Regions from separate parts of the Mus musculus genome. Here regions 1 and 3 are each linked to region 2. Evidence: chromatin contacts called from public Hi-C and promoter capture Hi-C data. All regions are on one chromosome and are shown on one strand. The core of a region is the stretch at or near the end of the contact, and the rest is flanking DNA. Distances in the headings are between cores, read along the strand shown.

Evidence for each region. Promoter capture Hi-C pulls out the DNA fragments that hold promoters and counts their contacts. A called contact is a pair of places that touch in the nucleus more often than the background predicts.
Region 1: a Hi-C map of B cells shows a contact between it and region 2, with 19 read pairs. The contact joins the promoter of Plek here to the enhancer-like site in region 2. A contact is called at or near these places in 1 of 484 Hi-C or Micro-C datasets (B cells) and 2 of 115 datasets of contacts at active chromatin or transcription factors (bone marrow-derived macrophages and large pre-B cells).
Region 3: a contact with region 2 is called in a promoter capture Hi-C map of second pharyngeal arch cranial neural crest. The contact joins the promoter of Egfros here to the enhancer-like site in region 2. A contact is called at or near these places in 11 of 39 promoter capture datasets (the 3T3-L1 cell line, the C10 cell line, cranial neural crest and 7 more), 1 of 15 datasets of contacts at CTCF or cohesin (the NIH/3T3 cell line), 1 of 484 Hi-C or Micro-C datasets (bone marrow-derived macrophages) and 2 of 115 datasets of contacts at active chromatin or transcription factors (fibro-adipogenic progenitors and pancreatic cancer cells).

The regions. Positions count from the first base shown.
Region 1 is chr11:17,007,406-17,010,105 of GRCm38.p6, forward strand. Plek (pleckstrin) reads right to left here and starts at 1,313. Exons shown (of 10, transcript NM_019549.2): 1 at 1,152-1,313. The coding sequence starts at 1,193.
Region 2 is chr11:16,558,229-16,561,068 of GRCm38.p6, forward strand. No RefSeq gene overlaps it. Among named protein-coding and RNA genes, the nearest start is that of Sec61g, 51 kb to the left of the region's middle. RefSeq lists an enhancer at 641-1,560. Within about 2 kb of position 1,348, at least 120 of the 459 cell types and tissues checked have an H3K27ac peak or open chromatin away from gene starts, as enhancers often do. A contact at or near this core is called in the NIH/3T3 cell line, fibro-adipogenic progenitors, liver and 3 more, where this site is marked.
Region 3 is chr11:16,829,482-16,832,181 of GRCm38.p6, forward strand. Egfros (a long non-coding RNA gene) reads right to left here and starts at 1,269. Exons shown (of 3, transcript XR_003949851.1): 1 at 963-1,269. All of the region lies in intron 1 of Egfr (epidermal growth factor receptor), which reads left to right.

The sequences.
Region 1 (2,700 bases), core at 63-2,562, 450 kb after region 2:
GACATAGAACATTTTAAGGTAAAAAGAAACAGATGGATGAGCTAAAATAAAGATGCAGCTGGACCAGATTGTTCATTCCTGAAATCGTAGGGTCTGGGAGACTGAGGCAGGAGGCTTGCAACCAATTTAAGGTTAGCCTTGGAAATACATTAAGAGCTATAGAGTAAGACCCATTCTCAAAACTTGATTAACTAGATATTTAATTAACTGCATTGAGTTTTAAAAAGATAAGAGCAACACTGGCTGCTCATGTGGTTAGAAAGCTTCTTGTGGAAGTTTAGTCAGAAGCAACATTTCTGAGCGGCTTCATGAACCCACTTGGCTCCATGAAGTGTGTTTGTGCACAGAGTATTGCCCACAGGATGCCAGCAGTCCCGATGTGTGAATTCACCAGGTAAGGAGCTTTCACAACTCAAAGCACACAACACCAGCAGCACAAAGACTAGAAACAGCATCAAAATTCAAATTTTCATAACACTAAGCTATTTTTGGCATTCTCACATTTCCACTTCTGTTCTTTAAGATGATACATCTACCACTTTGGTGGACTGTTATACAAATTCATTAAGTTGTGGGTAAAAGACTACAGCCAACACCCACCGTCACCACCTGGAACCACCTTCACACCCTTGAAACAGAAGCGTAAGTGGGAGAACGCCCAAGAAATTAGCTATATTGTTTTTCTGCTTGTTGCTCACACAAACACTGGCAACCCCTAACTCTTCTACAGCCCTGTCAATTTAAATAAGAGCTAAACAGTTCTCCAAGCAGCTTTTCTAACAGAACAATTTGAGACTTTCCCCCCACAGAAGGCAATGTTTAGCTGTTGCAACGTGTTTTAAATCATGAAAAACTAAATCTGGATTTTCATCGTCCACACCCTGAATGTTCGAATTCTCAGGCTCGTAAGGGCAAACTGTGCTGAAGCCCGAACTAGATTAATTCACTTTTAAGGGGAAAAAAAGGGTGTAGGGGAACACATGGAGGTAGCCCCACCCCAGTACACTGTATGATGTAATACTCTTTCATCCTAATCTAATAGATCCAACATGGAGCATCCCTGGAAGGGATGGACAGAGAGTATGGAGCAAACACTAATCCCCTGTAAGCCCCTCTCTAAGTCCAGCCTTGTAAGTGACCTCCCTACTTACCTTCTTCACAAGGTATCCCTCCCTGATCCGCTTTGGTTCCATGCCTGGTGGGGAGACACACGGGTCCACTCTTGTCGTCTGAGGAGCTCAGTCTCCTCTGAAGGCTGAGGTGTTTGTGGGCTGCCCTTTTTACAGGGAGGTCTCTTTCACAATTTCTCTTCTGCTGGTGACTACGTGATGACATCCTTTTCCCCTCTCTGGGGTGACGAGTCAGAAAGAGGAACTAGATATCTGAACAGCCCATGCTTTCCTAATGATGGAAATAATAACGCACAGCTTAGTCAAATATTTACCCATATGTAAAAGTCCTGACCTAAAGAGAAAAAAAATGGTAAGAGATGAATAATAAAACTTTATCGCCTGAGACTGTCCTGCTTAGGAATTGTTCTTGAAGTATTGAAAAAGTACTTAATAAAATGCCAAGACGCTGTCTCCATCCCCACACTGGCATGTGGCCCAGCCAGTCAGGTGAGTGCTCGCCACCCCACACACACACCCACCCACCCTGTCTTTGTTGTCCCCACAAATCCTAGGAGTCCCAGCTGTAAAGAAAAATGAAATCATGAAATTTTCAGATGAGTGGGTGAACTGAAAAATATTATACTAACGTAACCCAGCCCTAGAAAGACAAATGTCCCATTTCCTCTCTTGTTTATGAATCCTAGATCCAGATCTTTAGATTTGAATAAGTAACTTGTAGTCATCATAGAAGTCAGGAAAGTAGAAAGAGATCATCCAAGGGGGGTGGGGGACAGTGCACTCCAGAGATGGGTTTAATGGGATACAGGTGTTATCCCTTTTAATAGGAACAAGGAAAGGGGGAAGTGGGGAACCAGCTTTAAATGGGGAGAGAAGAAGAAAGGTAATTCAGAAGTAGAGGAGGAAGAAGAGACAAATAGTACTTAGGATGTTTGGAAAAGCCCTAAGGAAAACATTATTTCATATGGTTATTTTTATAAAAATACATATATGGTGTGTGTGGGGGGCATTGAAGTGAAGTTGTGCCACAAAAGCCATAGACTATCTAACAAAAATCCCAGTACCTGGCAGGCATGGGAAACCGCCCTTCAAATTGTTGGTCAGAGAGATCCAGAAAATTCTCAAAACAATAGAATGAAATGTGTTTGTATATACCTTTAATTCCAGCGCTCAGGAGGCAGGGACAGGTGGATCTCTGTGAGTTTGAGGCCAGCCTGGTCTATATAATGTGTTCCAGGATAGCCAGAGCTACATGGTGAGATCCTGTCTCAATGAGGGGACAGAAAATATATATTATAGCCATTTGCTATTGTCCTTGGATGCCTCGCAGATATTAAAAGTATGATCCTATTGCTAAAGACAGTTCATACTTCAGACACAGGACTTGGAATATTTGAGGTAGAACTTTCCAGGAAGTCTCCTCCATGAGGACTAGTGCTCATAGTATCAAAAGGTACTGTGCAAGGTGCCCAGGGAGAAAGGCTAATCAACAATCCTTTCTGCTTTACAGCCTGTGAACTACAACAATGACCAGCCCAGCAAGATATCTCAGTGGTGCAGTAGTGGCACT
Region 2 (2,840 bases), core at 98-2,597:
AGTTGCCTTTAACAATAATATTGTTTCTTGTAAGTCACTGTAAATCATGCATTCTACACCTAAAGACTGACTGAGTTACTCTCACATATACAAATCCTCCACACAGGAAGGTTTTCTTTCTCTCTCTCTCTCTCTCTCTCTTTTGTTTTGTTTTCTTTTCTTTTCTTTTCTTTTCTTTTTTTTTCTTTTCTTTTCTTTTCTTTTCTACAAACCAGTAATTCCCATTCACAGAAGTCTTGACATAACTACTCTCTTTTCTTTCAGAGGTGTGTGTGTGTGTGTGTGTGATGTGTGTGTGATGTGTGTGTGTGTGTGTGTGTGTGTGTGTGTGTGTGAGATGTGTGTGTGTGTGTGTGATGTGTGTGTGTGTGTGTGTGTGTGTGATGTGTGTGATGTGTGTGTGTGTGTGATGTGTGTGTGTGTGTGTGTGTGTGATGTGTGTGTGTGTGTGTGATGTGTGTGTGTGTGTGTGATGTGTGTGTGTGTGTGATGTGTGTGTGTGTGTGTGTGATGTGTGTGTGTGTGTGTGTGATGTGTGTGTGTGTGTGTGTGTGGATGTGTGTGTGTGTGTGTGTGTGTGTGTGTGTGTGTGTGGATGTGTGTGTGTGTGTGTGTGTGTGTGTGTGTTTAATTCTATTCTTGTGTGTCCCTGTTTCTCTTTGTAGTTTCTCTGCAGCCATCAGATACATTTTGATAGATTTGTTTTACATTGTCTGTGGTTTTCATTGAGTAAGATTCTTAACTAAGTATGCAAAGACAATTTCCTGAAAAATTTTTCACGGTTGCATGCAGTTACTGACTTGAATCCAGACTGATGAATCTGCTCTGAGAATCTGCTGTGTCTGTGTGCAGAGGCCTCACCCCCACACTCATTTCCTGCTATGTAAAAGTCTTGAAATAGTTGGAGGGAAATAACCCTAAGAATATAACAAATTACGTGCTGCTCTCATAGAAGAGCATTAGTTCAGGGGTTGCCAGGAGTTTATTTCTGAGTAATTCAGATAGAGCACTTGCCAAAAAAATGCCATCTAATGTTTCAGTTGAGGAGCGATTTATTTTCAAAAAGATTTCCAGATGTTCACGTTCACTTTAAAAGGCCGTGTTTTTCAAAGTACATGACCTTGACTTGAAGTTGCTCTATCAAGTTACACCCTTTTGTTTAATGTATTTAAAGGGAAAAATTTTGCCCCGTTTGCTTTGCCTCCTGATCGTCTTAGCTCAGGAAATCCCCGTCAATGAGTGCACTTTGAGTCAACAGAGCAACCGTCTCTTCAGGAGAAGCTGTGCAGGAGACTTGTGCCACATCTGCTTCTGGTCTGTGTAGCTCCAGTGATGGCTGCCGCTGCAGCTGCTGCGTGAGAACTCGGCCTTTTCCAGCCTCCCACTAACCGAGAGCGGGGAGGAGGCCACAGTGCACAGTGACCTCTGGTATATCATGCACTCCTCTGTGTAAACACGTTCCTCGAAATGTATATATGTATTCAGAACAGGACCCCTTTAGTTCGTTAAGATGTCAGAATGAAAATGTATACACACTGCGCAGTGGAGTTCCAAATCCTGGGTTTCACTAATACATAAAATGACTAGAAATGATGTGTTACTCGATGTGTTGTCTGTATGTTAGATATAAACAAGAAAAATCTAATTTCTAGGCAAAATTAATTTATTTATACAAGAGAAGTATTGAACGTACTACTTCACAGCTGTCTAAACATCAGACTTAGGCTCCTAGAAAAGAATAAAAAATTCTCACAAAAATAAAGTCGAATAATCTTTCTCTGTTGAAAGCCAGCACTAGTTTAATTATTAGTACTATGAATAATATTGTAATTTATTGGCATAAAGTCCACATTCCTATGAGAATGGAGAACAGTTTCCAGTCATCTTTGTGGTGCCCTATAAATGCCTTCTACCTGGATCAGAACGCCTTACCTACAGTCAGTATTCACTTCCAGGTCTTTTACACTACGGATTCAAAAATGCTTCTGTTTAGATGTTTGCCTGTGATAAGGCTCTAGGCACTTTACCCTGATAATTAACAGCAGAGCCTTCTCATTGGCTCCACATGAATTCCAGCCAGCTCTACTTATTTCTGGGCAAGTAATTTCATGTCTTCTCATCAGAGAAGTTAGGGTGAATTGTAGTCAGTTAGGGACCAACAGTATCATGCCTAAAACTAAAGTATATGGTGTTTTATTATTAACATTGTACTTATTTCTATTATTATTTTCATCAATTATAGGTCACCTTAATTATCATTATGAAATTTATGAGATTCTAGAATTCATTTGTTTGAACAAGGTTTAATTACTTGCATAAAAAACAAAGCCTATAATTGTACAAGCTAGGTCCTTTAACTTTTTGTTTTGTTTCGTTTTGCTTTTTGATACAGTCATCATGCTCATTTCCTTAAGGACATTCTTTTTTGTTTTGTTTATGGGTCATTTCCATTGGAGACCTACTACAGCAGGTAATGCTTCAAATTCCACACTTCAGATAGAAGTCAGGATGGCTGTGACCCTGGCTGAGCTCTTGATGGCTGCATGGCACAGCTTCCAGTTGCTTAGCTTTAGTCTGTGGGTCACATCACCACAGAGAGCTCAGCTATTCCACTTGCATGTTCATGTACGAACACAAGGTGTTGGCTATAAAAACAGAGAGTCTTATAACTCTGCTGCCAGGGATTGTGTAGCTGTGTTTATACAAAGTAAAATAGTCCTGAACAAGGGAATATCCATTTTCAGCCCCGATGCCAAGCCGAAAGCAACTTTTCCTGCCAAAGACATAAAATAACCAGTTCCTTGCTCCTTTCTGCCTTTGGTTTGGGCCCTGTAGTCCTG
Region 3 (2,700 bases), core at 19-2,518, 270 kb after region 2:
TCTTTAACTTCCTGTTACTGTTTGTGCATATTTTCTTGCAGAAACAGAAATCTAGCTAACTCTTTTGATAATATCCTGTATTTGGGTGTGTGGATAGCCCGTACTATGCCTGTCGTGTCTTCAATTCTCCCATATTTGGCACATTCCTTTGAAAGGCCTGAATGAGCACTCCCAATGTTGCATGTTTATGTAGTGAGGCCAGCTTCTGTGGGTAGCTGTGGGAAGTGAAGACTATTGTTAAGTGATATGAAGTGCTTTGTAGAATCTGATAATGTGTAGTTAAGAGGGACGAAGATCAAGTGCTTGAGATTTGTGAATAACAGTGGAAAGAACTGAGGGCTGTGTGCTATGACCAGAGGGATGGGGAGGAGGCTGCATCTTCACCCTCCTGTGGAACTCTTTCAGAGTTCATCTGGTGCTGGTATAAGAGATGGTGAGTGAGGAGAAATATGATGGTCCAACAAGCAACTTAAAGTCCAATGGCGTTGACCTCTACAGTGGACAACAATCATACCAAATGCATGCGGCTTTGTCATAGAAACACGGCGGCAAGGTCCTGAAGCTTGTGTTTTAATGATGAAAGCAGAAATGTAGATGGAAGGATATAACCGGGGGACCCATGCCAACACTCACAGATCTTTCATTCCCCTAGATGTGCAATTTTTTTTCTAACGAGAAACTTTGCATAGTCATGATAATAAAATAGAATAGCATGATAAACCTTGGCTGCAAAGAAAGCAATAGAAACAGCATTTAATAAGCTAGACATCACAGGTCCACAGGGTGGATAGGTTGCCTTATTTGGCCATAAATTCCCTCACCTTGGAACTTAGACAGCGCACATATTAATGGAACTTAGACAGGGCACATATTATTGCATAGAGAAGAGTTATTATGAGATCTGCAAAGCTGCTTACGTATCTTTCCACCCAACGTACTGATGTGACCCAAACAAAGCTTACCTGCATGTGCTCACACTCTCTCCGAAAGACTACGCAAAGGTTCTCGCTAGAAAAAAAAATGTATATCTAGGGGAATGAAAGATCTGTCAGTGTTGGCATGGGTTCCCAGGTAATTGGCTTTAAGCAAATTTTGCTGTTGGGATAGAGCCTCGCGATCCTGAAAATAAATAAATAAAAAACAAGGGCCTTTCTCTGAAGTGGCAATGCTAGCTGCCGGCTGGAAGCAAATCCTGTGTCAGGGACGGCACTGAAGCAAGACAGGGCAGGTTCTAAGGCAGTGATTCAGTGGCCTCCTGCTTTCCCATGTGACTCATTGTTAGTCAGAAAGTTACCTTTGCAGAGAGACTGGATAGCATGTCAGCTCTTAAAGTGATACTCGCTCTGTGCTTAGGTGTGAACCTGGGTTTCCCATGACAAATTTAAGACAGGTTACTGCTCTTAGATTGTGTTCCTTTTCTGGCAATGGAAGTCTGACCTGTGAAAGTCTACAGCAAACGAAAAGAAAAGCATCCTCCTTTCCAAAGAGCACTGACAGAGTTCTAGACCGCTTTGTAAAGAAAAGGGGAGCAAGCTCCTTCCTGGTGGGTGGGGCACATCAGCTATGCAGTGTCTGGGCCAAAAGACCTTTTCCATTGAGCATGATCACCCAGCTAATCAGATTTGAAAGTGCTTTCAGGCTTAGGATAAATGGGGAAAATATTCCAAAACATATGAGCATTCATCGCAGAAGTAAAACATTCTAAGATATTATTGTGGGGCAAGAAAGAATCTTACAATTCTTAAGAGAATTTCAAAGGGTTTCCAAAAAGACCTTTTAAGGTTTTTATTTTTGTTTAATTTGTGAAACTCATTATTTAAAGCTGCACATAATATACTCCCTAGTATAATATATTTCATGGTATAAAATTTTGGACATAATGTCCACGATATCTTCTAGTCTGTATGTTTCTATAAATGGGAATAGAGTCAGAAAGAAAGAGGGGGGTAGAAGGAGAGGGAGAGGGAGGGAGGGAGGGAAGGAGGGAGGGAGGGAGAGAGAGAGAGAGAGAGAGAGAGAGAGAGAGAGAGAGAGAGAGAGAGAGAAATAGAAGGAGGAGGAGGGGGAGGAGGAGGAGGAGGATCCTGGATTGGACATAGTCTTTCTATGAAACAGAGTAAACAACAAAACAGAAGTATTCTTTCGAATTGTTGTGTTCAAGGTTGTTCACTCTTCCGAGGGCCATCTCCTTCAGCGTTGGATAGCCCGAGCACAGAAGAAGGAGCAGGAACAGGTTAAAATCAGCCTAAATACTTTGACTTACATCAACCTCAGTGATTTGCAAGCCCCCCCACTTTTTTTTACATCTTAAATGTCTTACAAATATTCACTCATCTATCATTGTCTTAGCATGTATCCCAAACCAAGACTGTACAAGACCGCCGCTGAGAGGACAAATTCAAAGTAAAGCGGCCGTCTCATTCTGTAACCTCCGTGTTTTCCTGCCCTTTCCTCTTCCCATCTGGAAGTAGAATTGCAAATACTGCTTTGTATGCTTTATTTCTAACTGGTTTCAGCCTGCTCTCCTTTCTTCTGCCTCTCACTGGCTGTCATCCACTAGACTGCACATGACCAGCTGGCCCTTGGCAGATCTTGGGCCCAGGTGTGAAGTAGCTGGAGAAGCATTCTGAAGCCAGGATGGGAGTGATTTCATTTTCCATTGATGCTATGCAGAGATGAAGGGGATTCAAGTGCCTCCTG